Linked DNA regions of Sus scrofa: region 2 is linked to region 1. Evidence: chromatin contacts called from public Hi-C data. All regions are on one chromosome and are shown on one strand. The core of a region is the stretch at or near the end of the contact, and the rest is flanking DNA. Distances in the headings are between cores, read along the strand shown. Region 1 overlaps WFDC1 (WAP four-disulfide core domain 1). Region 2 holds the start of NECAB2 (N-terminal EF-hand calcium-binding protein 2).

Region 1 (5,766 bases), core at 2,057-4,556:
CCTCCAGGTCTCTGCTCACGTGCGCCCTCATCTGGCGCTCCCCGTTCCCCGCAGCCTGCCTTAGGTGGCTCCAAAGCCGCATCATCCTTGGGAGAACGGTGTACAGACCGCCACCGTTCGACTTATTTCTCTTTGTCCCCTTAGACGTGCTCTCCTAGGACTCCGTTCTCTTCCCACCTGTGTCCCCAGCACCTACGACAGGAACTGGCATGCAGCAGGTGCTCAGTTCATATTTGATGGGGTTGAACCAAAGCTGTGATGATGATGATAACGAAGGCATGACTGTGATGGTGATGGGCAGCACTTCCTGGCAGTCTACCCCATGCCAGGCATCCTTCTGGGCGTTTCCATGTACCAACTGATCAACTTACACGCCATCCCAGTGCAGGTGATCCTGAAGACCAGGCAGCCCCATTGACATGAAACTGTCCCTCCGTGTTTAACACTGCATCTTGGGAGTTCCCTGGTGGCCTAGTGGTTAAGGATCAGGCATTGTCACTGCTGGTTCAGATCACTGCTATGGCGTGGGTTTGATCCCTGGCCTCAAGGAACTTCCGTGTGGCGCAGGTGCGGCCAAAAAATACTGCATCTTCCCCAGCCTCCTCCTTGCCTCTGTTCCCTCCATTCAGAACGCATCCCTGCCTTTGCTCACCTAACACCTCTTCCTCCTTTGGGAGAACTGAGACGCTGTGTCCCATCTTCATGTGTGTCAAGACTGATGTCCCTAAGGCTGAAACCTCATAAACAGTCAGGCTGAACTGCTCGGGGGTTTGAGCTCAGGTGTGAGAATCAGATGAGTCTGGCTGGGACCCCTGTCACTGTGGGATCATACAGGAAATTCAGCGACCTCTCAGAGCCTCTGTTTTCCTCACCTGCTAAATGGGTACAGAAGCAAGTGCCCGCTCCAGGGGTTTGCAGAGAGAGTGGATGTGGTCACCCCTGGGGTGCGAGGCTCAGCGACGTGCATCCACTGGTTTTATGATTCCCTCTATTTTTGTGGACTCCATGGCCTCAGGCAGCTCGGGTCCCATAGCCAGGATCTGCTGCATGCTCTTCAACTCGAGGTGGCTCCACTCTTCGCCTCTGCCAGTCTTCCCTGCCTCCTCCCTCCTTCCCGCCCTCCAGCGCTCACCCACGACGATGGTTTAGGGGTGAGGCTGACGCAGATGCAAAAGAAACCTATGAGCCTATCTCTGCCCCCGAGGAGTTTGGGACCTCAGTGGGGTGTGAAGAAACAGAAGACCTTCCGAAGCGATGCCATCATTTCTGGGAGGGTGGGGGGAGGGGCGAGGTGGTGGTGGGTGTGGCACAGAAGCAGCAAAGTTCCTAAGGGAACTCTGAGGGTCCCCTGTAGGTACTACTGCTGTCCCCATCGTACAGGCGAGGAAACCGAGGCACATGGGCACTGCATGGGGGAGCACCAGGCTCAGAACATGGGCAGTCTGATCGCAAATGAGGGTAGGGTAGGCAGCATGGGCGAAGATCTCACCGTGTGCCAACGCTGTGCTGGGTCCTCACCCACTGAATCTCACTATAACCCCCCAAGGTCACTGATAGTATTAACCCACTTGCCTGACAAGGAAACAGGCGCAGAAATACCAAAAGCACTTGTCCCAGGTCACACGGCAGACGCAAGATTCAAGCCTGGGTCTGTCTGACTCTGGCTTTTTCCTGTCCCGGGAGCTTGGCTCTGAGGAGCTGCTTCCGTCTAGCCCATGAGATTCCTGTGGCTTTGCCAGCTTGGGGACCCCCTGCTCACATGCCCCTGCCTCCCACCTGCCTGTGGACCAGCCCCAGCTCTGGATGTAGTCATGGAACTGCTGTCCCCAGGGACACGTTTCTGGAAAGAGCTCATCCTGGCCCCTGCTCTCTGCAGCCAGCCTTCCCCTCTGATGCCACGCAGCCAAAAATAAGATAACAGCATGTCCAATCCCTCTGACAAAAGAGGCAGCTCTCCCCAGACTGGCAAGATCCTTTATGAAAATCCCAGACCACTCACCGTGCCCACCTGGCATTTTCATTCCTGCCCAGGGAGTGTAAGGCAGGCTGGCTTCAAAGCAGCTGCCGAACTTATATTTATGGTACAGATCAGACAAGAACGTGCCGGCGCCGAAAGCCCTACTTGGATAAAGATGGTTCCGTTAAGGTTTCAACCTGGTGTCTATTTTTTTTTTTTTCCATTCCTTGAGGGGATAGTTTTGGAAGCCTCTAGATTTGCAAAGCCATTCTGCTGCTGCTCTCCTTAGGACACAGTTCTGGGCTGCTTCAGTGGGAAGCCCAGTTCCGTGGGTCTAAATCCAGATTCCACCGGAGCAAACAGCTGGATACCCAACCAGAGGAGGCTGGATCAATGATTAATGGCACATCTGTGCCTTGGAACCTCACAGGGCCCTTGGAGAAGAGGACGCAGGTCTGTTACAGGAACATAGTTCATGTGTGATGAAAAATGCCAAGTGCAAACCAGAATGAATAATAATCCAGACTCAAGTTCCACATATTGGAGGATCACAGCTGTGTGAAACTTATGGAGACAGGAAGCAGATTGAAGGTGCTGGGGGTTGGGGGGGAGGGGAGGGGGGGCAGCTGTTTGATGGGTACAGGGTTTCTTTTTGGGGTGATGGAAATATTTTGGAACTAGATAGAGGTGGTGGTTGCACAACACTGCAAAGGTACTACATGCCACTGAATGGACTGCTTTTGTTGGGTTAATTTTACATTATGGGAACTTTATCTCAATAAAAAAAATTTTAAACCATATGAGCAAAATACCATTAAGGAAACACTATGAGCTGAGTGTAACTGCTTCATGGAAAAGTCTAGGTGCACGTGCGCACGCGCACACACACCCACACCCACATCCCAACAGAGTCTATGTTTTACAGGGAAAATTTAGATGCTTTTTACTTGATGCCTTTCTGTATTGTCTCCGTGTGTTTCACAGTAAACATCATTGTTTTTATAATCAGGGAAAAAACGTAAACCATTTCCATTTAAGGAGAAAGAATCCAGGCTCTATAGCTGCCCCAGTTTACCCGCATCGCCCACCCCCTTCATTCCTGGGCAAGAGCTTTCTGTTTCGTTGGAATGTTCCAGAGACTTAACAGCCTGACCCATAAAAATGCGCCCAGGACTGGTTTGCTTGGTGCAGGAAGAAAGCCAGATTCCCTCTAAGCTTTACTTGCTCTTCCTCTGGAATTCGGACGTCAAAGATCTAAAAATACGTGTCTCTCTGGAACACAGGGCTTGCAGTCCAGTGTGGCTGACGAATGCCACTTCCTGACGCCTGGGAATTTGGCTCTAGGAGCCATTTGGTGCTCGGCTAATGGGACTTTCTTGAAGAGGTACTGAGCCATCTGGGCTCTCACACCACGACAGTCCACTCCAGTGTATGTCGAGAGCAAGGCTGCACACTCAGCTGCTCTCCATGGAGCCCCACTCTGCACCTGAAAGTCTTCCAGAACTTTCCATCCCGCTTCGTCTGTTTTCGAAAGCTTTCATGTAACTGATTCATTTATTTCATGGTAAACTCACAGTTCCCGGGCCTACTATGAGCCGTGCACAGGCTGCATCTGAGCTGAACCGAACCAGAAGACATGGCCCGTGCCTTCACATGGCTCAGCTCCGGACCAGCGACAAATAGAAATCAACCAAACATCGCACAGAGAAAAGCAAAGGAATTGCTTTCTTGGGTTTATCTGTGAAAGCAGATGATGCGAAACTAAAGGCCAGAATAAGAAAAAAACAACCATTCAGGTCATCATAAGGGAGCTATAATGTTAAGAAGGAGAAGTCAAGAAATTGTGAAAACTTTTTTTTTTTTTTTTTTTTTTTTTTTGCAGTCCCTGCGGCGTATGCAAAAATTCCCAGGCCAGGGATCGAACCCAAGCCACAGCAGTGACAATGCCGAGTGCTTAACCACAAGGCCACCAGGGAACTCCGAAAAGTTTTAAAAGCGACGTAAGGGGTGTTCAGGCATCAGGGACCAGCTCTCTGAGGAGGGGACCCCCAAAGCTAAGACAAGTCTCCCCAGGAGACTTCACAGAATCCTAAGAGGGACCTCAGGTTCCCACTGCTTTTTCAAAAGATTATCATGGTAGGTAAAAGACATACGACATAAAATTTGCCATTTTCACCATTTTCAAGTGTGCAATTCTAGGGCACTGATGAAATGCACAGTATTGTGCAACCACCACCTCTATTTCTAAAAACGTTTACATCACCCCAAACAGTCATTCTTTTTTAAAAAAAATGTTGTGTGTGTTACTGGAAGAATCCTATTCTCATTAAGCAGCTCCTCCTCTTTCCACCTCAGCCCCCAGCACCCTCTAACCTACTTTCTGTCACTGTGAATTTGCCCTTTTTGAACATGTCACACAAATAGCTCCTATGATATATGGCTTTTTTGGACCAGCATCTTTCACTGAGCATGATGTTTCCAGGGTTCATCGAGGCTGTAGCATGCTCAGTACCTCTTTCCTTTTTCACAGCTGAATAATATTCCACCGTGTGGCTAACACCTATTTTGGGGACCCATGCGGAGCTCCTGGACATCCGGGCTGGTTCCACTTGTGTTGCCGTGACCAGCGCCGCTACAGACAGTCAGGTATGCCTCCCCCTGCTTTCCTGTCTCCCTCCCTCTCCCATAAGCACTCCTGGATGCTTTTTCCCTCATTTGTTTCTACCTGGAATTAACCTCAGGACTGAAATCTCAGGTAAGGAAGCCAGGTTCAGGGAGGAGAAAACCCCAACTTCACACCATTCCTTTTCCTTCCTTCCTTCTGCTCATCCCTCCAGCTCACCCCTCTTATCCTTAAAATGTTTCTGAGAGCCTGCGATGGGCCAGGCCCTGCACGAGGCCCCCAGGGATGACCCCGCCGACAGGGAGCACTTCACCATGACGTCCCATGTCCCCTCTCTCCAGCCCCCAGGGAGGACCCACAGGGTCTCGGCCAGGAACTGAGCAGCCCTCCCTCCAGATGTGCATCCTGGTGGCCCTGCTGACGGAGTCCTGCAGGGGTACAATCCCAGGTCTTGCAGGGAGCGAGGAAAGCCTCCAGGACTCTGAGGACCCAACGACAGCTTCACCCGTCCACGGCCGGAATGGGGCAGTGGTGAGCCACTCCCTGCTTTGGCCTTGACTTCCTCCCCTGGGAAATGTCTACACCAGGCTGCTAGGTGCAAACAACAGAACTGACTGCATCCGTTTGCAGAAGCTGCTCCATGAGGGTTCTAGCCTGCCGTAACCACACACGGGCTGCCTGGTTTAAAACAGCGAAAATGTGTCATCTCCCAGCTCTACAGGCTGAAGTCCAAAGTCAAGGTGTCAGCAGGGCTGGTTCCTTCTGAGGCCGGGGAGGGGAGGGTGTCTGTTCCAGGCCTCTCTCCTGGTGGTTCCTGGAGATCTTTGGAGCAACGTGGCCTGAGAAGCATCACTCTCACTTCTGACTCCGGCCTCACACAGCCCTCTCCCCGTGCCTCTGTTCTGTGCCTCTTGTCTTCCTCTAAGCTCACCAGCCACACGAGACTAAGGGCCTCCCTCACTCCCATATGTCCCCATCTTAGCTGATCACACTACCGTGTCCCTATTTCCACATAAAGTCACACACCCAGGCCCCAGGGCTTAGGACGCGAGCAGATCTTTTGGGGGAGGGGGGAACACAAATCCACCACACAGATCTGAGACCAGGATTTCAGGGCAGGGGGGTCTATTTGCAAGGGGACCCCAGGGAGCTCCCGAGGGGCACTGGGGACATGAGACGGGGAAGG
Region 2 (5,766 bases), core at 870-3,369, 280 kb after region 1:
GTGCAAGGTTCTTACTCCCTCAGGGGAGGTGGGGGGGGCAATCCCCCTCCAGCCTCAGCTGAGACCAGGTAACTCCTCCTCCTGGTGTTTTGGGACAAGGTAAGCCTTGCTGATGGAAGGAGGAGGGGAGCCACCACCCGCCCGCAGTGTGTGACCATCATGCCTTCAGGGACACATTTCCCGGCCCCTCCCAGTCCCTCCAAGCAACCGGCAGCATCCCTTATCAGGCACCTGGGGCTGTGACAAACTGAAGTGGCAGCTCAGGAAGGCTTCTCAAACATCCCCCTTCCCTTAGCTGAACCCTGAGTCCGGAGCACTGGGTGGAGCCACCGAGGCTGGGGCAGAAAGGGGAGCAGTGATCAGGACCCCAGCCTGAGCAGCCCACACACCAGCTCCTGACCGCAAGGTTCCTGGAGGTTGGGTCCCCCTTTCCGCCTGCGCAGGCAGGGGTGTTAAACAAGTGAGTGACACCACCACGCGATGTGCCCCCTCACACCCGCTCGTCACCCCATTTCACAGATGAGGAAACAGAGACGCAGAGCCGACCGATGACCAGCTTGGAGGACTCTGGAGCCCACCTCCTGTCCTGCGAGAACCAGGAGGGCAGCCCAGGGCTTCCAGCTGTGAACGGTGCTGGGGCTTTGAGAGAGGGAGGGCACCGCTGTGCAGGTGCATTCAGGCTGTGTGTGAGCGTGTGTTTGGGGAAACTGGACCTACAGGCAGTCAGAGCACAGACGCCCCTTTCCTGCCCAGCCCCCTCGTCCCAAGCCCGTTATGGGCTCTAGGAGGAAGGGAAGGAGAAGGAAAAGCCACGCTCCCCCACGCTCACAGGGATGTGTGGTCCACACGCACATACACGACACACCTCTCCCAGAAACCCATGATGCCCGCACCCGGCACCCCATCCCCAAGTCACCTGCCACACAGGGCTCTCAGTGGGACATGCACACCCCAGCACCATGCTGTCACCTGGGGGGCAAGGCCCCCTCCGCCTCCTCCCTGCACTCCCCGGGGGATGGCTCCCACCCCAGCAGCCACCCACCCTGAAGAATCTCCCGCTCACAGTGGGGTGCGGGTGGAAGGGTGAGGTGGGGTACTTTGGGTCCCAAGAAGGGATGGGAAGGGAGGAGAGGGAGGGTGGGGAAGGGAAGGAAGGATGGAAGGGGCTGAGAGAGGAGTGGGGGTGCCCAGAGCGGTCCAGGCTCAGGGCAGACGGAGGATGGTGCCAGCTCCGCTGAAAGGAGAGAAGATAGATGGGAGGGGGCTTCGCTTTTCAAGAGGCGGTGCCCGGGCCAAAAGGGTATTTGGGGATGAGAAGGCAAGCGCTTAGAGTCTAGAGCCAGGATGGGAAAGGTGGGGCCAGAGCTACTAGGGGTTGGGTGGGCGGGGGAGAGGGTCCCAGAAAAGTAGCGACTGCCGCGGGGATCCGGGCTGGAGGCGGTCAGGGGCTCCCGTCTCGGGAAGGGATGGGCGCAAAGGGTCACGCGCGGGGCTGCGGAAAAGATGAGGGTTTGGCCAGGACAGAAGTAGGGGGGCGGTGGTCGCGGGGTTTCCGGGTCCTGGCTCAGACAGGTGGGGATCCCGAGAAGTGGAAGGAGGGGTGGGAGAAGAGGGGGTTCTCCCGGTCCAGAGACGAGACTGGACCGGCTTGGAGACCGGCCGGGACGCCGAGGGGCTGGGAGCAAAGCTCTGGGACGCGGAAGGGCCGGTGCGGGTCCTGCTTCGGGCCGCCGAGCCGAGGGATGTGGGCCGGGGGTCTTGCTCTGGGAGAAGGGGGTCCCGCGGGTCCGGAGGAGGGCGGCGTCGGGGTCGCCGCCGTGGGAGGAGGGGTCCCGGGGTCCCTGGGGTCCCGGCCGCTGCGTACTCACGTCCAGGATGACGGCGGTGCCCCCGCGTGGCGAGGCGGGGCTCGGGCCGGGGCCGGGGTCCGCGGCGGGGGCGGCGGGGACGTCGGGGGCCAGCGGCGCCCGGGGCTCGCCCATCCTGGCTCCCACCCAGCGCAGCAGCCCGCCCAGCGCCCGGCCCTGCGGCGGCGGCTCCCGAAGCAGCCTGTGCGCGCCGGCCCTGCACAGGCGCGCCGCCCGCTCGCACATCGCGCCGCGCCCGCCGCCGCCGCCGCCGCCGCCCGGAAGCCCGCCGACCCCCGCCCGGTCCGCGGTCCGCCCCCACGCGACCCTCTCCCCGGCGCCGCCGGCGCCGCCCGCGCGCCCCGCCCTCCCTCCCTCGGCCCCCGCGGCCGCGGCCACGCGGGGACGGGCCGGCGCCGGGGGACTGGAGCGGGGGGGGGCCGCTCCGCCCGGACCCCGAGCCACGTGCCCGGTGGTCACCGCCCCTACCCTCGGCGGCCGGGCGCGGCGGGCGAGGTGCTGCCCGTGTGGGCGCGGGGTCTGGGGGCTGGACCCCGGTCCGGCCGCCGAAGGGGTTGCTCAGCAGGGGCGGGGTCGTGGGGGTCTGGCTGCAGGGGTGTGCCCGGGGGGCAGCCCCCCAAAGTCTGCAGCTGCCCTCCCTCCCGAAGGTGCCCCCCCCACCTCAGGGGCCGGAGCGCGGTGTCCGGCGAGCCCAGAGCGCCCTCTGCCGGCTCCCGCTCCGGGGATCAGCGCCCACGCACGGGGGCCTCCTCCGCCACTCCGCTGGTACCCACTCTTTCCCGCCACGCCCGGGCACGCCCCCTCAGACCTCCTTCGCCCTTCATGCAACGACCAGAACCAATCTTCACCCCCGTCACCCTCTTCCCCTCCCACTTCTAGCATTCTTCCCTCCATCCGCCGCCCACTAACCCAAAGGATTAAAAGAGCTAGGTTTGGACACTGGCTTCTGAGAATAGGGAAAACAGAGGAGGTTCTTAGTCTTCTGGCGCTCACATCGAGGAACCAGAATCTGGAATGATTCCAGAAATAAATGAACAATTAAAGCCGAACTGCTAGGAAGAGGTGGCACCTTGGGCTTTGAGATGCAGATTTGCTTAAGGCCTTGGAGCGGTATGTGTCAGAAGCGGCTTCCTAAAGGAAGCGGTCCTTAAGCTGTGAGAGTGGAAGGAAGAGGAGTTAAAGGGAGGAGAGCAAAGTGCGTCTGACTGGAGATCACCCTATGCAAAGGTCCTGTGGCAGATACACGTGTGGGGAATAGGATGGACCCACCGAAAGGAGACTGACTGTGCGGCTGGAAGCGAGAGTGGGAGGGGTGGGAGGGGGCTGGGAGAGCCTCCCCAGCACCCATTCCTTCAACACACCCTTTCCTGACTGTTGTGCTCTGCTCCCACTCAGCGGGCCTTCCACTTGGGGCACCATCCGGCCGTTGTCCCCCCAACCCCCTGGCCCAGGACCTCTTCCCACATGGCCCCGTGCTTCTCCCCGCCACTCCCGCTCCTGGCTCCCAGAGCAGGATCCCAGGCACCTGGCCTCCCCAAGCACAGAATCCTCAAGACACAGGCGTGGAAGCAGTTGCTGGTTTTATTCAGGACCCGATTCTGGAAAGAGTGGGGCCCAGAGTCCTCCTGGCTCGGCGCTCAGCTGGTCTCGGTGGTCCCAGCTCACACTGCCAGCTTTTACCCCCAGTTACAGGTCTAGGCCTACCCTGGCCTGCGGTCACTGTTCCCACCCTGGCCTCAGGCTGGGCAGCTGTGGTTTCCCCACGCTTCATCTGAGAGGCCTGTAGCGTGGGCTCATGGCCACTCCTGTCCCCTGCCAGGAGAGGTCCCCCTTCCATCACTGGGGCATCCTGGGCCCGGCTCTCTGTCTAGGAGAGCCGTGGGGATCTTCCCTCCACTTTAGGGCGTGGGTGCGAGGACGTCAGGCCAGGTGCTAGGGCGGCTTCCTGCCCTCCTTGCTCAGCAGGGAGCTGGCCACAGCCAGGGCGCCACCCTGCACGAACCGCACAAAGTTGTCCCCGGCCAGCGGCCCCATGGCATACAGGCCCTCCTGGTGGGTGCTCTGGTAGGTGAAGGGGTCCACGTCAATGGGGTTCCTCTTGGCGCTCAGGGGCTGGTCGGGGTCCATGGCGAGGTCAGCCCCGGCCCCCGGGAGGAAGGACAGATCGGGGTGGGAGCCAATGAGGACCAGCACCAGGGAAACGCCAAAGACCTTCTGGAGGCCCTGGGGGTTCCGGAACACAGCCTGGCGGTCCTCCTTGAAGCGCAGCAGCTGGTGCTCGGGGAGGCTGCAGTAGCCCTCGTAGGGGCTGGGCGACAGGATGGACTGCTCCCGCATCATCTGGTGCACCTTGTGGTACTCGGGGTACAGCATCTTGGGCAGCTGGTTGAACACCAGGCCCGGGTCGTCCACAGGCCGGCGGAAGGCGTGGATCACGGGGACGTTGTAGTGGCGGGCGTAGAGGACCGCGTCGGCCGCAGACAGCCCCGCCCCGATGATGAGGACGGGGTCCGAGGATGGGGTCACCTTGCCTGCCCGCGTGGCCGCCTCCAGGGCTGACAGGTGATGGTGGACGAAGGGCAAGGCCTCTCCGGGGATGCCCAGCCGGGCTGGGCTGTCAGATGTGCCTGTGGCCAGGACCACGTTGCGGGCACACAGGGAGAAGGGCTGTTGGCTCTGGTCCTCGGCGGTCACGAAGCCGCGCACCTGGAAGAGGGGGCTGGGGTCCTGGGTCCCGGGGCCGCTCGGCTCGGGCATCCCCCAGTCCACGGCCGTGACCACGGCGCGGGACACGAAGTTGTGGCTCAGGCCCTTCTTGATCACATAGTCCCTGTAGTAATGAGCGATGTCCCCCGCCGTGGCCCGGCTGTTGCGGAGACCTCTGGGGGAAGGACGGGGGCAGGGTGTGAGTGTCAGAGAGGGGACTTGGTGGGAGTAGACTCGGGGTTATCGGGCAGAGGGGCTGGGTCAGGCCCGGAGCTAGACGGGGGCTGCCCCACCGGCAGGCACAGGGCTTTGGTCGCGCGGTTTGTCCCCTCAGACCCTCAGGCTCCCCTTCGGGAAAACGGAGCTGAATAGGGTGAGGTTCAGAGTGTGGCTGAATGGTTTAGAGTAGAACAGGACCATAAGCGACCGAAGGGTCAGCCAGTACTGTCCCCTCTAAGGACTAAGTCGTATAGTCGTATTCTTTTTTTTTTTTTTTTTTTTTGTCTTTTTGCTATTTCTTGGGCCGCTCCCGCGGCATAGGCTAGGGGTTGAATCGGAGCTGTAGCCGCCGGCCTACACCAGAGCCACAGCCACGCGGGATCTGAGCCGCGTCTGCGACCCACACCACAGCTCACAGCAACGCCGGATCCTGAACCCACTGATCGAGGCCAGGGATCGAACCCGCAACCTCATGGTTCCTAGTCGGATTGTTAACCACTGAGCCAGACGGGAACTCCAAGATCGTGTATTTTTCTATACGTGCCTATATTTCAGTAAACAAATTGGTTAAAGAATACTCCTGGTAAAGCACTGAGCACACTCGTAGCAGACAGAGTAACAGCAGCGACTATTATTATTACTATCATGTCACTGTTACTGTTGTTGTCGTTACTATTGCTATTGCGCCACTCTTTCCAGGGCCACCGCTAGGGCCAGCGTTGTCGGGGTGAGGCGCAGACTGTGACATTCTCTCAGCTCCTCCCTGGATCTACCACGTGATCTTAGGTGAGTTACGTTCCCCGACTTGTGGACACATTGTTAAGGATTAACTCACTTAAAGAGAATCCTTTGTGACACGCAGCGCACACGACCCGCAACATCAGCGTGAGCTTGGACCGCATCCCTGAGGCCCCTGCAGCCAGCCCGCCTCGGCAGTCTGCCGCTGAAACGGGAGCTGAGGACTCATGTTGGC

The links. Hi-C and Micro-C count contacts between places; a contact is called where the count stands out from the background.
Region 2: a Hi-C map of liver shows a contact between it and region 1, with 2.9 times the contacts expected there. The contact joins the promoter of NECAB2 here to the enhancer-like site in region 1. A contact is called at or near these places in 4 of 47 Hi-C or Micro-C datasets (epiblast stem cells, heart right ventricle, liver and 1 more).

The regions. Positions count from the first base shown.
Region 1 is chr6:4,353,580-4,359,345 of Sscrofa11.1, forward strand. The region is part of intron 1 of WFDC1 (WAP four-disulfide core domain 1); the gene reads right to left. Among named protein-coding and RNA genes, the nearest start is that of WFDC1, 8.6 kb to the right of the region's middle. Within about 2 kb of position 3,307, at least 26 of the 83 cell types and tissues checked have an H3K27ac peak or open chromatin away from gene starts, as enhancers often do. A contact at or near this core is called in liver, where this site is marked.
Region 2 is chr6:4,639,331-4,645,096 of Sscrofa11.1, forward strand. NECAB2 (N-terminal EF-hand calcium-binding protein 2) reads right to left here and starts at 2,120. Exons shown (of 17, transcript XM_021093738.1): 1 at 1,869-2,120. The coding sequence starts at 2,093. It overlaps OSGIN1 (oxidative stress-induced growth inhibitor 1), which reads right to left. Exons shown (of 6, transcript XM_021093739.1): 6 at 3,432-4,749. The coding sequence ends at 3,801.